Regions from separate parts of the Cyprinus carpio genome. Here region 1 is linked to region 2. Evidence: chromatin contacts called from public Hi-C data. All regions are on one chromosome and are shown on one strand. Each heading gives the region's core, a stretch centred on a gene start, on an enhancer-like site or on the middle of the called end of the contact. The rest is flanking DNA. Distances are from core to core; before and after follow the strand shown. Region 1 has its middle 32 kb from the start of LOC109111567. Region 2 holds the start of rplp1 (60S acidic ribosomal protein P1).

Evidence for each region. Hi-C and Micro-C count contacts between places; a contact is called where the count stands out from the background.
Region 1: a contact with region 2 is called in a Hi-C map of skeletal muscle, with 4 times the contacts expected there. The contact joins the enhancer-like site here to the promoter of rplp1 in region 2. A contact is called at or near these places in 4 of 8 Hi-C or Micro-C datasets (liver and skeletal muscle).

The regions. Positions count from the first base shown.
Region 1 is chrB19:25,824,783-25,830,532 of ASM1834038v1, reverse strand. No RefSeq gene overlaps it. Among protein-coding and RNA genes, the nearest start is that of LOC109111567, 32 kb to the right of the region's middle. Within about 2 kb of position 1,637, at least 7 of the 8 cell types and tissues checked have an H3K27ac peak or open chromatin away from gene starts, as enhancers often do. A contact at or near this core is called in liver and skeletal muscle, where this site is marked.
Region 2 is chrB19:25,736,751-25,742,851 of ASM1834038v1, reverse strand. It overlaps rplp1 (60S acidic ribosomal protein P1), which reads right to left and starts at 3,351. Exons shown (of 4, transcript XM_019107107.2): 1 at 3,109-3,351; 2 at 2,401-2,475; 3 at 2,185-2,296; 4 at 1,976-2,096. The coding sequence starts at 3,180. The coding sequence ends at 2,014. clptm1l (cleft lip and palate transmembrane protein 1-like protein) reads right to left here. Exons shown (of 17, transcript XM_042744984.1): 12 at 6,050-6,101; 13 at 5,924-5,958; 14 at 5,776-5,831; 15 at 5,649-5,693; 16 at 4,438-4,553; 17 at 3,808-4,362. The coding sequence ends at 4,278. LOC109058674 (focal adhesion kinase 1-like) reads left to right here. Exons shown (of 29, transcript XM_042746003.1): 29 at 1-675. The coding sequence ends at 449.

The DNA.
Region 1 (5,750 bases), core at 388-2,887, 89 kb before region 2:
TGGTTCATTTTGTATTTGTATGCACTTTCTTTATTTTTTCTTTGATTTGGTTTTATTACTGTACTGTCTAGTTTGATATTTGATATACTGTTTAATAAAAAAAGAAATCAGAAAAAAAGATTCGCGATACGAGCGCCAAAGTCCCAATCTGAATCAAAAGATTCGCGAGTCCGCTCCGAAGTTCCGATCTAATTCAAATGATACCCATCTGAATTTGCGATATGAATCGCGAACCTGCTCCGCAGTTCTGAATGATTCGCGTTCCGCACCTCGAAGTTCAGATCTGAATCAAAAGATTCGCGAGCCCGCTCTGAGCTCTGATTTAAAGGTATAGTTCACCCAAAAATGAAAATTAACCCATGAAGTCCAAAGAATTTAACCAATCCATTATAAAAGAACTCCACACGGTTCCGGTGGGTTAATAAAGGCCTTCTGAAGCAACATGATGCGTTTGTGTAAGAAAAATATCCATATTTACAACTTAATAAATATTAATCTCTAGCTTCCGCTAACTGTCATATGCGCGTTCACGAGAGAGTGGTGTCCAGCGGATGGGCTACCATCCACTCCCATTATAAAGCTTAGAAGAGCCAGGAAGTTGTTTTTTTTTTAATATAACTCTGATTGTATTTGTCTAAAAGAAGAAAGTTATATACATCTAGGATGGCTCGAGGGTAAGTTAATCATGGGGTAATTTTCATTTTTGGGTGAACTAACCCTTTAAATCGAATGATTCACGATCCCAGAGGTCCTATCTGAATAATGATACGCGAACCAATGTTTCAGATCATGACTTCGGAGCGCAGATCTCAATCAACCAATTCACGAAATGATTCGCGAACCAGCTGCGAAATTTCAATCTGAATCAAATGATTTGCGAACCCGCTCCGAAGTCCCAACCTAAATAAATTGATTTGCGATACGCAATTTGAAGTCCCGATCTGAATAAAATTATTTGCAGTTATTTATTATTTCAGTTAATGTAGAATAATTGCATCCTGATACTCTCCAAAATGGTAGAAGATAGTAACTCTGAAAGAATAATTGTTGAAAAAATTGTTATTTTTGTTTTCTTTGTGCACAAAAAGCAACTCATGTCACATGGACTGTTTTACCGACATTCTTACACACAATGACAGAATTATAATTTTTTGGTGAACTAGCCCTTTAAGGTCGTATACATTTGAATTCAAAAGAATCGGCGAGAGCGTTCATTTGACCGTTCGAGCGAATCGATTCGCTAAATGAATCGGACTAACCCGGCGCCAGTGGCCAAAGTCTGGTGCGCGACTCCAGCGGTGTTCATTCATTCGGGACTGGGAGGAGTGTGTATGTGTGTGTGTGTGTGTGGAGCAGGAGTGGGCTGGGTTCTGCCCGTCAGCCATGTTGGAATGAGAGGGAATGAAAAGCAGGAATGAGAGAGGATCGATTGGAGAAGACGGGAAAAGCGGCTTCTGGAATATCACCGCAGACGATCTCACAATAAACGAGTGAGTAGCGCGCATTCATGCCTTCACACATCTGTTAGAAAGAAACAAACTGTCACTGTAAACCATTAATATGAGCGTTCCTGTGCTGGATCGACCGTGCCATGCCTTCATGAGGAATACTGCTCTAAATCTGATGGATTTGGATCCGATATGTGTGCGCGCTGATTGTGACGCGCGTCGGATTCATTGGATCGAATCTAGTGACTTCGGAGGTTTATGTTGACGTCAGTTTCTAAAGTTTATGCCACACTACTTCAGCACAAACCCATTGTGTTGTGTTTTACACAGAGTTTCTGTTTATCAAGGGTACAGCAGCAGGATTTGATGACAGTTTGTGTTATTCTACAAGCTCAGCTATTTCAATCAACAAAAGTTATCACTAAGTATTATATATAAATATAGATTTAGTATATAAGAATAAATGATAAAATAGTGGTATTGTAATGTATGGATTGTTTGCAGAGCATAAGCATTGCTTTGAAAAATACATGAAGGAAATATAAAACAATAAATTCGATATATATATTTTTTTTTATTTTAATTTTTATTAGATTTACAAAATATTTACCATGCTTTATGGGTATGCCCCATAGTAATACTGTGTTTATTTTTGGAGATGTGCTTTGTTTTTATCACTTTATGGGTGTGTACCAGAGTAATACTATGTTTTTTTGGAGATGTACCATTGTAATGATATTTATTTTTTATTGAACATGATTTTTAGTACATATATTAGAGCATTTCTGTACTTTTTGGACAGCGTACCATGGTAATATCAGATTTATTTAAACAATTTTTTGTTTGTTTCATCATTTTATTTTACATTATGTATTTTTTTGCAGGCAGATTATTCAAGCAATGTGGGAAAATGTTTATTTATTTATTTTTTTTAATGTGTGATTATTTGGAAAAATAAATGTATAAATCCCACACAATCCCTCAAACAAACTTGCATCAAAATTTGAATTGCAACCTTTTATTCAATTGACTTTCCTTAGGCTTATTGAGGGATTGTTGCATTATTAGTTCATTAGTACATTTTGGACAGGGTTTCACATAATTTGGACATTAATTTGGAAGTAATGTTTTTAATATAATGATACACATCACATCATGATACATACTGTATGTTATGATTCAATAGGCTGCAGTAGATCATGCTTAGAATTAATATTGATATTGAGTACATTAATTGAATGGTAGGAAATTATATGAAAGCACAATGAAATAAAAAAGTATATATATCCCCTCACACTAATGATTACACCAGTTTGATGTTCTGCATGTCAGTCGAGCTCCTCATCCTTGAATGTGATCAGAGAGCAAACAGAGCTTCATTGTGCTGGGGAATCTCAGTAATTTGCTGATGTGTTCTGGCAGCTCTGTGTGCGAGCGATACTGTATTTTGTGCGTCCCGGGGCAGTGGAAATGACAGTGCGCGGGGCCAGGGTATTTTTAGAGCCGGTGCTGAGCGACAGCCGCCAGACTGTGAGATCACAGCGTTTGAGTGAATTACGGCTGACATCACTCGTCATTATGTTTGGTTTGCGACCGCTGCATTGTCATCACGAGAGATTTAACCGTGTGAATACAACATCTGGCTCACATAAAAGGCGTTTTGTACATTATTTGCAGTGCACCTGATAGTTCGGCTCGACTTGCACTGTGTGATTAGATTGTTAATCATTCTGTAACATATAACCACAAGATTTCTCCTCATAATGCATCTATATGACGGCGTGCAATCCTGTTGTTTTAGCTGCGCAGGAAGACGGCCTGCGATTTCAGCAGCTGTGACAGGAAGTTCAGTTGTATATATGTGTGTGTGTGTGTGTGTGTGTGTGTGTGTGTGTGTGTGGTGGCATAGCATTTAACTGAGATTAGTTTAGCATGCAGGATGTTGCTACCTTGTATCGTCCCTCAGGGTTTAAAAGGAAAACGCCTTTTTCCTCTGGGCAGAAACAGCTGGCTATGTGTGTTTAGGGCAACATTGTCTTCCTAACTAGTGATGGGTGTCAGCCAGACCGATATTTGACAATTTAGAGAATATATCGGCATCAATTAACCGATCAAAAGTAGTGTAAAATAGTAAAAAGTGGTGCAAATAGTGTGTAAAATAACTGTGTTGCATAGCATTTTTTGTGCATCTCATTTCCTTTACTGAATTTGTATTATGTGCACAGTATTTTTTTTCTCTAGTTTTTTTCTAGATATCGGTAATGGCATTGGTCATTGCAATTTTGTTTTGCTCAGCAAGTCACATGAAACAACACACGTGTATGCATTTTCATCATGTTTAGAAAAATTACTTTCACATTTCAGCAAAACGCCTTTAAACTAATTTTTTTTTTTGGTCTATGATGAGTTAATAGAATTGTGTTTTCCTGACCTAAAGTAAGTAGCTACTATAGAGCTGGTTGTTTATATACTAGTTCTGAGTAAAACCAGTGCAAAAAAATAAAATAATAATAAAAATCACAAGTAGTGATAGACCAGTATATCAGCTAAAATATGAGAGAATTGCAGGGGGTTCAAAAAGTTAATGACAAGCTAATATTTAATTAAATAATCAGCAATCCAAATTAAACACTAATAAAAAAAAAATAATTCTAAAAATGCTAAATTAAAATATAACTTAAATATGAAAATAAAAATACATTGAAATAAATTATAAATATATATAAAAAAAATTAAAATAAAAACAATCAAAATAAAACACTAAAATGAATTGTATCTTAAAATTTTAAAAATTTAAATAATAAATAATTTTAAAATGAAAACAATGAAATACTAAAATGAAATAAATCCTAAAAATAAACAATTTTAAAATGAAAACGATATAAAATACTAAAAATGAATTAAGTCATAAAAATTAAAAAGTAATATAAAAGCAATGAAAAAGTACGAAAAATGAATTAAATCATAAAAAAGTAAAAATTAAAACCATTAATGTTAAAATTAAAACAACCAAAATAAAACACTAAAAATGAATTGTATCTTAAAAATGCAAAAATGTAAAAAATAAATCATTTTAAAATGAAAACAATAAATAATGAAATACTAAAATGAAACAAATTCTAAAAATAAAAAAATTTTAAATAAAAAAATACTAAAAATGAATGAAGTCATAAAAATGTAAAAATTTAAATAAAAGAAATGAAAAAAATACTAAAAATGAATTAAATCATAAAAAGTAAAAATTGAAATCAATAACTTAAAAATAAAAACAATCTATATATATATTGTTTACCTGCATGCTTACATATTGCCATGCACTCTAGATATCTATATTGATTATAGAAGTCATCTTCTGGACTAGCTGATTGTTTCGAATGTGAACCTGTGAGTGTTTGTGTCAGTGTTTATGAGAACAGAGCCTCCATTGAGAGCGAGTGATGGTACCACTGTACTTACAGTTTCCAGCCGTCTCAGAGGCTCATTCAGACTGAGGTATGCTGCTTTATAAACGTGATCTGGACTGTTTCAGTGCGGGTCCGTGCTGGATGTTGATCTGGTCTGAACCGGTCCAAATCAACCACCTGTACTTCATAACTGGCTTCTTTGTGCTGAGGCTTGAGTTTCCTGTTAAACCGTTGGAGAGCAGAGTTGGCCTGGTTGGACATAAAGACGACTCTGCAGGAAATGAGCACGAGCTGCTTCCAGTTCCTGTGGCCTTAAGGCTTTAGATTACAGTTTTACCTGAGAGACCCGTCATTAGTGCGCCGGGGCGGGAATGACAGGAACTGACACACAAACAACCAGCCTCTCTTTTTTCGGTGTAGCTCAGTTCTTTCCGTTCTCCTGGCCAGATCCCTGCCGCTGGAAGGTGGGCTTTTTCCATGTGGCTGTGGAAACAGAAGGAAGTGTGTTTATGTTTTAAAAAGCTGCATGAACACAATGGCTACTGTTCGCCCTCGCAGTCCTGTGGGAATCGGCCTTCTTTGACTCTTGTCTTTAGTGTGATGCTCCTACAGGAAGTGATGTCGTGCAGACAGGAAGCCTCAGAATGCACAGGCTACATATGGAATGTTATTGCATGCTGCACAGTGTATACTGCGTACTGTGGTTTTATAAAGGAGTATCTGAAATGTTTTGCTTTCACATCATAATACTTTTATTCAGCAAGGATGCACTGATCAAAAGTGACAGTAAAGACATTCATAATGTTATTAATGCTCTTCTTTTGAACTTTCTATTCATCAAAGAATCATGAAAAATAAAATGTATCACAGTTTCCACAAAAATATGAAGCAGCACAAC
Region 2 (6,101 bases), core at 2,102-4,601:
AGATCGAGATGGCTCAGAAGCTGCTGAACTCGGACCTGGCGGAGCTCATCAGTAAGATGCGTCTGGCGCAGCAGTACGTCTTGACCAGCCTGCAGCAGGACTACAAGAAGCAGATGCTGACCGCGGCTCACGCGCTCGCCGTGGACGCCAAGAACCTGCTGGACGTGATCGACCAGGCGCGGCTGAAGATGCTGGCCTCCTCTATGCTGGATCATCAGCCGGACCTTCAGCACAGAGATCGGTGGATATCGCAGATGTATTGTTTTATAACCGTTAGCAGCATCATGTTTTATTTTGTATCCAGAAATGAACTTTCTCAGCGCTGGAGAATCTGCAACTGGAACCCAGCGGACTCCAATGAAAACGGTTTTCCAATGATCCAAAGGCTTCTTGACGTCACAGATGACTTTATAGAGTTGATCTCAGACTTCGGTGATCAAGGTGCTTGAACAGCATCCTCTGAGAAACTCAGGGGTTCGACGCCAGTCTCGTGAACAGACTCACAGTCATGTTTAACACATCTTTTAAAGAGTCACAGCTATTGTATGAAACAGAGGGAAATTCCAATGCGAATATAGTCACATATCAGAGCACATATTGATCAATTATAATCAAAGCTGCCTTCTGAATTCATTTCAAGAGACTTAATTCTGTCAAATCATGTCATGTTGTTGTTTTTTACCACACACGAGTAACCATTTTAACCTTACAATAAAAAAACCTTTGTACACAGAAAAATCGAAAAATCCATTTTTCCATTTTGTCATTGATATAAATTATTCTCAGGAAGAAGCAACTGTACAGATCTTTTAACGAATAAAATCTTATCTTTATCTGAACGTGTCATTGTCTCGTTTCTGCTCCATGGTTATTAGTCCTTTGGATTAATTGGAACATTTTTGGTGAGTAGCTAATAAAATGTAATGGTTGGGTTAAGGAGTTTAAATTATTCAATTGATTTCATTTAGTATTTATTTCAGTTGATAATTGTTTGGTTTTAAAATGCAGCTAAGAAAGAAATTCTAGTCATGCTCTGAAATGAAGTCGTCTAAACTCACGATCAAACTGAACATACTTTGGATAAAAGCATTTGCTAATTTATGAGTTTTCAATTTATTTGATGCCAAGAAAATATGATTATGCAATATTTATTTTAAGATTTCATGAATTATATCTCATATTACACATTTGTATCAAAATTACTCCCTTTGCATTGTGTAAGAAAAATGCTGAGCATTATGTTATAGTCATGTTTGACAAAATTATCATAAGTCTCTTGATTATTCAGTAATGTAGAATTAGTAAATGTTTTTTTTTTTAATTATTTACAAATATAAGCCTAACTTTAAAAACATACAAAACTGCACAAAGCCATGGATGTGAAGACTTTTAAACTTCTGGCTAATGTAGGCTCCCTCTTTTTTTTTTTACACATTATAAACTACTTTATACACAAAGGATTAATTTGTTTTCTATTTTTTAAAGGAAAAGCATAAGATTCGTTAGAAACTTACATTTCCGAGTTTCCACGAGCAAGGTTTTATGTATAGAACGAAATGGTGCACAGTAAAAATATTGTAACATTTAACAATAAAATCTTAAACCGTTAATATTAATAATGAGCCATTTATATGTTACAGTATTTACAAACAACTCAATTTTTATTAACATTGTTAGTTCTCAGAGCTATTAACATTCATCTTTTGAGTAGTGCATTAAACTCCAAAGTTAACATTAAGATTAATAAATGCCTAATACTTTATTAGTTTATGTAATTATCAAACACTAACAAATGAACCCTTATTGTAAAGAGTCACCCATAACATGCTTGAACTTACATTAAAAAAACCAATGAGACATTAGCAGCTCGTATTATGTTTTTAAAAACTCAGGAACAAAGTGAACACAAAGGTAATATTCTTTAGGACAAGTGAATAGTTTGGTTAACCCCGACCCAGCAACGACACACACAGTATTGAGAGTTTCAAATGTTTTTTTATTAAAAGAGCTGCTTTAGTCAAACAGACCGAAGCCCATGTCGTCGTCAGACTCCTCAGACTCTTCTTTCTTTTCCTCTTTCTTCTCCTCCTCTTTGGCTGTAACGCAAACAGAACACAAGTTCAGAAAGTGACTCTCGGTGCGTATTAAACACCTGGAAGCGTCTGAAGGGGAGCGAGACGTTACCTGGAGCGTCTCCACCTGCAGGAGCGGCAGCAGCAGCGGCGGCGGCCGGAGCGGCTCCACCGCCGGCACCAACGTTACAGATCAGACTGCCGATGTCCACGCTGGCCAGAGCCTGAGCACAGGAAGTGACATCAGACCTCACCCCAACACACTTCAAGCTCAGACTCAAGATGCACTACAACATGACTGTTCAATTGGACCGGGAAATAAACGCACCTTAGCGAAGAGACCGGGCCAGAAGGGCTCGATGGACACACCGGCGGCCTTGATCAGAGCCAGCAGCTTGTCCTCCTGCAAAAACCACCAAAAGAGAATAAAAACAGCAGTTTATGACCATATCTGGATGCTTTCCTAACAAAATTACTACTGTGGCAGTACAAAGATAAAGTGGTGATATCAAGATGAGAATCATGGTGCTGTCAAACAAAACACAGTAGTAGCAGATACTCTAGAACTAATATAATCAATTATATCAAATAAATATCATAGCATCACATGCAGACACGTGTGACGTCACTGTAATGGTCTACAGATCATGCAATGTACTTCAGTACTGTGACATTATCACGGTACAGAAGTGTTACAAGGTGATAATACTGTATACTGTATGATAAATATCACAGTCTCAGTGTGTAAAAGTAAAACACGTGAGCTGCTTTGAGTAAGACTGTAAAATAAGCTAACAAACAAGGACACACAGAAACCGCGCGCGCTTCTCTACTAGTTACTCACAACGCTTTCAAACTGTTGTTTTCACTTATAAACACATCAGATTAAGCTTCTAACGCCACACTGGACCTGTAAATAGTAAACTAAGCTATATGGAAACATAAACCGCGCATAATCACATAAGTGTCATATCTGAGGAGACGGAGTGCCGGTGTCCCGGATGTTCACGCCGCGGCTCAAACCCCTCACACTCACCGTGACTGTAACTTCATCATCGTGGAGGATGAGAGCGGAGTAAATACAGGCCAGCTCGGACACAGATGCCATTGTTCTTTCAGCAGGTTAAGGTTTTAGACGTGGATGCCTAAATTTGACGGTGCTAGTCGCCGGATTCAAAGGCCTTAGCTTCGTGAGAAGAACCGAGCACCTCAAACACAGCGATGCCAGTGAACGGAAAGGGCCGAACGGGGGCGGAGCGATCGCTTATATAGCCTCGTGCGTCACTTCAGTGGGCGGGATCTGCGTAGAGAACGGAAGCTGTGATTGGCTCGTTTCTTCTGTCAATTATTTTGTGTATAGCCGCGTGTTTATGAGAGCACTGAATTAATATATAACTAGGAAATGCGTAAAAAGCAAAACATAAAATCTAACTTTCTTAAAATATGAATGAATTCAATAATAATTCGTCTTTTAAACAAACAAACAATAACAACAAAAAAGCTCTCAGCTGCAGCGATTTCATCAGATGTTAATACCATGCTACTAAAAAATTACCATATTCTGTTTAAAAAACATGGTACTATAGCACAATACTTGCACTTAGTACATATATATATATATGAATACATATATCTTTTTAGTAGGCAATAATAGGTCATAGTTCAATAGTAAATATAGTAAAAAAAAAACAACAATTGAAAAGCATAAAAGCCACATAAAGAAATGAAGGCAATAGAAGGAATAAACTGTTTAATTAAGTCTCTGTAATTAAGCAGTTGAATCACAGAAACACTTTTAATGGAATGAAACACAAAAACAAACATACATCATTCTCTCTGAACACACAAGCAACAGTCATGTTCCTAAAATTAATCCATATTCAAAACAAATCACATGATTAATCTGAAACTCTGGTCTTTTGGCACCCTTGAGATATGGTCTTGGTTTCAAAACACTATCTGAGACTGAATAAATGGTCCCATCGAAATACATTCTGTAAAATTAAACCAAGCTTTTCATAGTTTTACTTCTCGTCTTATAATTGAAGGAGATAGAGCAACCGTTTGCGCTGCGGTCGAGTCGACAGCGAGAAAACGGTTCAGTCTCTCTGATTAGCAGAGACAGACAAATGCAGTATTGTCCTTATATTACTGAACCCGATGACTGATCTGAAGATAACGCTGAGCTGTTCTGTTGTGAGGACGTCAGTCTTTATGGGATTTTCCTTTGGGCTTTTCATCGTAAGACACGCCGTACTCGTTCACTCTGGTTTTATCCACTGGATACAGCCTGAAACCACATCAACATCTCATGAGACATCTATAAACATCAGCTCTGGATCAGTGTTTGACTGTGGTTTCTCACCATCTCTGATAGAGGTATACGAGGAACACCACGTCATCTCTGAAACATGCTAACCGATGGGACGTGGGCATCGTGATGATGAATGCAAAGACGTCATCGATAAACGTATTAAAAGCCTGTTGAGAAACATAAGTGTCAAAATCATAAGGACTCTATTACTGAAACACAAACCTATAGAACTGTCAATATTAGCAGTCAATAATTAATTTATTAAATCAGACAACTAATATGAGAAATAATTTTATTAAATTGATAGATTTTGTTATTTTATTTAAAAGATATTTATACACAATAGGAAAAATGGAGAACTGCTACATTACAAAATAATCCCTTTGTGAAGGAAAAATAAAAACATTTAAAAATAAATTAAAATAATAAAATAATAAAAAATATTTATAATTTTTATAAATTATATTTTTTATATAATTTTTATAAATATATATTTTTATAAATTTATAAAATTTATTAAGCCTGACACCTGATATGATATATTAATTTTATTAATTTGTTAGATTTTATGTTGTTTTATTTAGAAAATAATAAAAGTGTATTCAAAATATTGCACAATAGAAAATAAGGAAATTTGTTATATAGGAGGAAAAAACCTGTTGCACAGAAAAAGTTTGTTTAGATAAAAATAATTAAAAGTATAAGAAAAAAATATGATATAAAAAATATGATTTATTGAATCTGACAAATAATGTAATATATTACTTTATTCATTTGTTGGTTTTTATGTTAGTTTATTTAAAATAATAATAATAAAAATGTATTTAAAACAATGCATAATGCACAACAGAAAATATAGAGAATTGTTACACAAGATTAAAAAGTTAAAAGAATTTAAAAAAAGAAACAATAAAGATAAACTGTATATAAAATTAAATATGTTTAAATATTGTATATATATTACTATTTATAAAAGTAAATATTAATACTATTTATCATATATATATATATAATATATATATATATATAATATATATATATATATATATCTATATATATATATATATATATATATTTTTTTTTTTTGTATTTTTTTTTTATATTATTTATTTATTTATTTATTTTATTTTTTTAATTCAGAGCCATGATTTTAAAGACATTACTTTAAAAGCAGTATTACTTACCGAAACAAATAATGTTTCTTCACATATCATACATTAATAATGCAGACAGCATCAGAGAACTGTGCTATCGTCTCTCACCTTGTACATGAAGGCTTTCCAGGGCAGATGAGCGACAGATTTCAGCTGTTAACACAAATGCATTGATCATTAAATCAAACATTATTTCATTATTCTGAATGCAAGAAGTGTTTAAGACTGAGCAAACCTTGTAATTTACAAAGAGCTGAGGCAGCATAAAGAGGAATCCAAAGGCATACACCCCTGAATGAGAACAACAACGATCAATTACACTTCCATCATGACTGTTTCTAAATGAATCAATCAGTCAGAGAAAGCTCTAAAGTGAAACGTACCATTGACTAAACTGTTAATAATCCAGGAGTACCAGCTGTTCAAACACAACAAACATATTCATCAGTGGTGCACTTCAGATAACTTTTTCAGCAAAAAAATAAAAAGTGTTTAATACTCTGTTTTACCTTTTGTACTTGACGAACACAAGAGAGTAAACGGCTCCGCTGATACACAGAG